Regions from separate parts of the Hordeum vulgare genome. Here region 1 is linked to region 2. A link is a contact called in public Hi-C data. All regions are on one chromosome and are shown on one strand. The core of a region is the stretch at or near the end of the contact, and the rest is flanking DNA. Distances in the headings are between cores, read along the strand shown. Region 1 holds the start of LOC123406092. Region 2 holds the start of LOC123406380 (guanine nucleotide exchange factor subunit Rich-like).

The links. A called contact is a pair of places that touch in the nucleus more often than the background predicts.
Region 1: a Hi-C map of leaf shows a contact between it and region 2, with 2.0 times the contacts expected there. The contact joins the promoter of LOC123406092 here to the promoter of LOC123406380 in region 2. A contact is called at or near these places in 3 of 6 Hi-C or Micro-C datasets (leaf and seedling).

Annotation. Positions count from the first base shown.
Region 1 is chr6H:532,194,806-532,197,509 of MorexV3_pseudomolecules_assembly, reverse strand. LOC123406092 reads right to left here and starts at 1,432. Exons shown (of 10, transcript XR_006612005.1): 1 at 914-1,432; 2 at 1-329.
Region 2 is chr6H:532,005,077-532,007,944 of MorexV3_pseudomolecules_assembly, reverse strand. LOC123406380 (guanine nucleotide exchange factor subunit Rich-like) reads right to left here and starts at 1,268. Exons shown (of 22, transcript XM_045099888.1): 1 at 915-1,268; 2 at 652-800; 3 at 472-553; 4 at 1-337. The coding sequence starts at 1,160.

The sequences.
Region 1 (2,704 bases), core at 183-2,682, 190 kb before region 2:
TCGGCATCGTCATAGAGCTCCCGCATCCGCGCGGCCAGGTCGGAGTAGGATATGTCACGGGGCAGCATGACGATCCTGGTGTCGCCGCCGACGTAACGGAGACGGCCGTCGAGCGGGCGGGGAAGGATGCTGCCTCCGAAGCTGCAGAGGAACTTGGCCATGCGCTGTGCCCCATCAGACTCGGTGCTGGCCGCAGCGGCAGCAGAGGGCGCCATGTGTGCCAGAGACTGCGTGATCAAGCTGGCTTGAGTTGGATCGGCGACAGAGCTAAGTACATCACCCGATTGCAATCCACCAGTTCCAATCAGCTGCTCTTGTTAGCCCCTTCCCTGTCGATAGAAAAATACAGTACGAAAATTATTAGTCCACAGACCAAAGATTTGGCACCTTCCATCAGACAAATATATAAGGGCATATGAAATCAAGAAACGAAATCGGACAATTCCCCACGGATTTGACCAATAACACCCCAGATCAGCCTACCGTCAGAGACGAGACAGAATCGTTCCCGAAAAAAAGAATGGGCCGGGCGAAGAATGCGTTGGAGCAGCGCGAGATCGCGCTTCTGAAGGCGAAGGCCGAATGGTTTGGCCGCAAAATCCCAATCCGAAATCTGAAAGCAGAACCTGCACGGACTGAGCTGCTATGATTCCCCCGCGGGGCGGAGAATTCGCCAACGGAATTCCCCGCCGATCTTGGCCAGGAAAGAAAAGGGGGGAAACTCGTTCCGCCTCCTCCCGAAACAGACGGAAGGGATAAGAAGGGACGAACGAACGAACTTGCATAAAGGAAAAGAAAAAAAAACAGGGAAAATAATCGGGAGAGAAGCAGGCAGCACGCAGATTGTTGAGGGAGAGGGAGGGAGTGAGTGAGGGGATGGATGGATGGTGATGGTGGTGGTGGTGGTCCGTACCTGCGTGCCTCTGGTACGATCCTCGGGGTCGGCTGAGCGAGCGGGCAGCCGACTTGGGCGGCTGGGCTCCGGGCGGCGGTGCGGTTGCGCTTAGGGGCGGGGGAGGGGATGCGAGAGGGACGAGGGGGGAGGAGGCGTCCTCGGGATTTGCGGTGGGGAAGTGAGGGAGGGCGTGGCGCTGTTATTGGCTGGGGGATTCGGGCCGCGGGGATATTCGCTCGCTCCGGGTATCACGCCGTCAGCGCGGGGGCCATCGCCGGCGCCGGCGCCGCCATCCGCGCGGGACTCGTCGGCGTCGGCGTCGGCTTCAGGTGGGGAAGGGGATGGGCTCGTGTCGTGTGGAGGTGGGCCGCCCGTGCGCGTGCGGGTGCGGCGCGCTACCTGTGGTGTGGTGGAGCGATGGAGGGAATGTGGTTTGTTTGCGCGGACGGATGGGCGGGGGAGGGGAGAGAGGGGAGGCGCGGCGCCGGGCCACACGGGTTCTGCGGTGGAGGCGCGGCGGGCCGGCACGTGTGGCGTGATTCTGTTCCGTTGGCGATGACGCGCACCTCCGTTTTTATAGAATCCTACTGCCACCACGCCAACCGATGATCTCCGGTTCAGTTGGCGTTGGGCTGGCCTGCCCTTCTTCTTGCTTGCCTGCTTCCTGCGTGCGTGCTTCCGCGCCGTCCGTTGCCTACACGGCAGGGAGTGTCCACGCAAGCAACAACAACCAGCCCAAGCCCAAGCCCCAGTGGGTTACTTGGTTATTCTCTCATTCTCCATCTTATCCTCGAGTTACACTGCATGTCAACCCGGGCATTACTGATTACTCGACGCTATCTGCAAGGAGGCGTGGCCTGCATTTGGTCACGCGCGCGCTACGTACGACCCGTGGTGCCCTGGGGAGCTACTCGTGTACCAGGTCTCGGCCGGATCGGATCACGGCCGATCGGATACCCTGGTTAGAGCAACTTTAACAACGGAACGACCATTTTATCACTTTTTTGTCTGCTTGGATCGCCCGGCAGACGTCAATGTCCGCTTCGACGTTTGGGTCGGCGCATACATCCAACGCTGGTCCGATTCATCTTTGACGATGCGTGGAAAAAAAACAGGACGAAAATAATAAACAAACATAATTATACATTAAAAGGCGGACACGAAGACTGACGAGAGTCCACGCGTCTCATTACATTAATTAAACATAACAAAAAATATAAACTAGGCGTCCACGTAGTCGTCCTTGTTGGGGCCGGTGAGGTCAACCAGCGTAGGCGCAGGGCCGGCCCAGGGAAATGCCGTGTTCCAGAACGCAGCTACCTGCGCCTCCGTCGTCTGTCTCGCCGGCGCGGGATGTGCTGGTGGTCGTGGCAGCGCAGCACGGGCGCGCTCTTCCTCCTCCAGCTCCCGTCGTTCCTCCTCCGTCTCCTTCTCCAGCTCCATCTGCCGACGGGCCTCGGCGCCCCGCCACGAGGTGTTGCGCCCTTCAGTGCTGGAGGTAGGCTTCCTCATGCTGCTGCGTCGCGCCCAACCAGATGAGCGGCGCGCTCACCCACTCACGGACACAGCCGGTCCTTGGTAAACCTCCCGCGGCGGTTTCGTCGGCTCGGTCTTCGGCCGATCTGGCACGACGCAGTCGCCGACGACGGACAGTGAAATGGCCTCCGCGAGTTGCGCCTCGTACGTCGCCTCCTCCTCGTCGGCCTTGCGCCACTCTTCCTCCTCGCTCCAGCGGAGAACAGCTGCAAGCGCCGCCTGGTAGGCGGCCTCCGCCTCCTGATCTTCGTCGCTAACGACGAGCAGGGGTGG
Region 2 (2,868 bases), core at 19-2,518:
ACCCGACGGCAAGAATCTGCTGTTCGGAAGCCACAGAAGTACACATTGCATCGACAGTGTTCAACCATCTGTCTACCCTGATGCCGCTGGTTTGCTTTAATCCCTTCTTGCCAACCGTACAAAGCGCAACCTGACAGTCTGAGTACACAGCAACTAGCAATCTTAGCTTCACCGACAACTCAACATGGACGATAGCAAAATCCCCTGTGCAGCAGGGAGCAGGCCTTGCATTAGAATTTCCTCGCAAGCTAGGCGGATCAAACACCAAAGCATCTACAACGGCAGCAGTTTTGTCGGGCGAGCATGCGGAGCAACGAAGCTTGAAGCTGTCCGAGAACTGGCAAGCAAGAACAACAACAACACATGCAGCATGCTTAAGATAGCAAGTAGGAAGCAAAGATGGCACAAGTACACGCTTCGCTTCTAACGGGCGACTTACAAGAAACAAAAGCAGTATGCATTTCCATGTACCTCAGCATTCCAGGACACGACCTGCAAGTGCCCATTGGACAGTCCAAGGAGCATGCTCTTGCTGTCGCACGCGAAATTGCTCCTGAAACATGATACCATACTGACACATTAGCTCCCCGCAGCAGGAATTTTTGTTGGCTCTCGTGTCTGGGGGTAAGGAGCAGTGGCCGGATACCGTACGTTACAGAAATGTCATTGGCGAGAGGGACCTTCTCGACGATTACTTGGGACAGACCGGCGAGGCAGAGCCCGGGGAGCTGCTTGCCCCCGACGATCAGCGGCTTCCCCGAGAGCTGCACCTTGTATATGTGGAGGTAGAAGGAAGAGGTCTGCGCACAGCACACGCACACACACACAGTCACACACACACGCATGGAAGTGAGTCGTTGAGCGGAAGAGAGAGAGGGAGGGAGCTGGCGCGGAGCAAGCGGGGAGAGGCTGACCAGGACGGCGACGGTCTTGGCGTCGGGGCTCCAGACGGCGTCGGCGTTGGGGCCGTGCGCGGCGAGGGAGTCCGGGGAGCGGTCGAGGCGGGCGAGGCGGACCTTGTGGTGGGAGGCGGACCAGAGGTGGAGCGAGGCGGGGCAGACGGCGAGGAGGAGGCGGCCGAGGACGCGGAGGAGGACCGCGCCGTCGGACTCGCCCGGGTCCAGCGGGATCGACTGCGGCCACCCGTACGCCATGTACATCGCGGCGGCGAGCGGCCCCCCCTCGCCGGCGGGCGTCGTCCGGCCGGGCGAGATGCGGCGCGGGTCGGGGGAGATCTGAGGGACGGGGGAGGAGGCTGGTGGGGCGAGGCGATGCGGGAGATGCGCACCGGTTTCTTTCTTTTTTGTTTTGCCTTTTCGCTCCCTCGCCCTTTTTCTTTTCTTTATCTACAAACACAATTAGTTTATTTCGGGATCAGATCGGAGATTCCTGGCCATCAGATCAGATCGCTGCTGATTTCGCTTCATGTAACGGCGAAGTCGATGGCAGCGGAGGAGGATCACCGTGACAGGACCGTTCCTACAAACTAAACCTGGGCATAGTCCGGGTCGGACCGGGCTTTAAAAAGTCCGAACGGGAAAACTCAGGCCCGAGCCCGGCCCGGCCCGGCCGTCGGGCCTAACAAATCGGGCCCGAACCCAGCCCGAACATGCAAAGCTTGGTAAAGCCCGACAGGCCCGGCCCGTTCTAGACTTAAAAAATACGTTTTGCAAGCCTGAGCCCGGCTCGGTCTGCTCTTCGGGCTTACTTTTCAGACCTGAGCCCGGCCGGGCCCGGGATTTTCGGGTCGGGTCGGCCGGGCCTGGCTGTCCATGCCCAGATGTACTTCAAACCAAGGTCAAAAAGATTTGCCTCGTTCAATCGACAATAAAAGAGATCAAGTACTTTCCCTCGGGGAAAAATGATCGGGTACAAGAGTGAAAACCACATGCGGTAAATTATATTGTCCAGGTGGAAGCAAATTAGTCATCGAACTCAAGAAACGGTAAAAGCCGATGTATAAACTTGCTCTGTCTAATTTTATCTTTTCAAGAAACTCCGTCTAATAACATATGACATTGTAGTCACGGATAGTGTCAAACCGATAGCAGGCCTGAGCCGGCTTCGAAAACTACCTTGGATTTGTACCTTACGTGTGTGGTAACCGCAAAGGAGTTGGGACTCAATCCTCGGGGCCCGATCCCTAGGTCGTGGATCATATCTCTGCCTCAGATTGTACTTGATTTTCCGCATATTTTATCGACGTGACAGTATCTTTGACATACCAAGTATATATGGAAGTGTGTTTGTGACACCATGTTGTTTCCTAGGGGGTGATAAACATGTGGGTTGGTATGTGTCGTGGTGCTCAATTTGACAATGAAAGGGGGGTATGAACGGAGTTTGGTCTGACGAGACGTGATTGGAGACACAAGAATGTATACAAGTTAGGACCCCTCGATGGAGAAGGTAAAAATACTAGTCATGTCTTTGTGTGATTTAAGTTTACGTATGGGTACGCGGAGACTATAAACCTTTAGATAGATTCCTTAGGCGTGTTTACATAGAATGCATTGTCGCAAAGGTCCCTTCAACTATCTAGTAATGACTTGGATTGATTATAGGTGATTGACAGCCCACTACTAGTAGTAACACGTGTATATATTATTATGTCCCCATTGCGTTTCGATAGATCAAACTCCATTCATACCTCCCCCTCCCTCCCACCTTCACTGTCAGATTTAGCACCACGACAAGCAATGGGTCGTTCGTTGCTCGCGAAAAATGGAAAGATGAGTTGTGTGTGAACTGAAAGATGTATGTAGCCAAGGGCACTGGGCAGCGCCCCGGCCGGTCGACAAGACAGAGAGACATGCCTGGCATAGTCGCATAGGAAGGCAACGTCATGTTCGCTCTTGTATGCACATG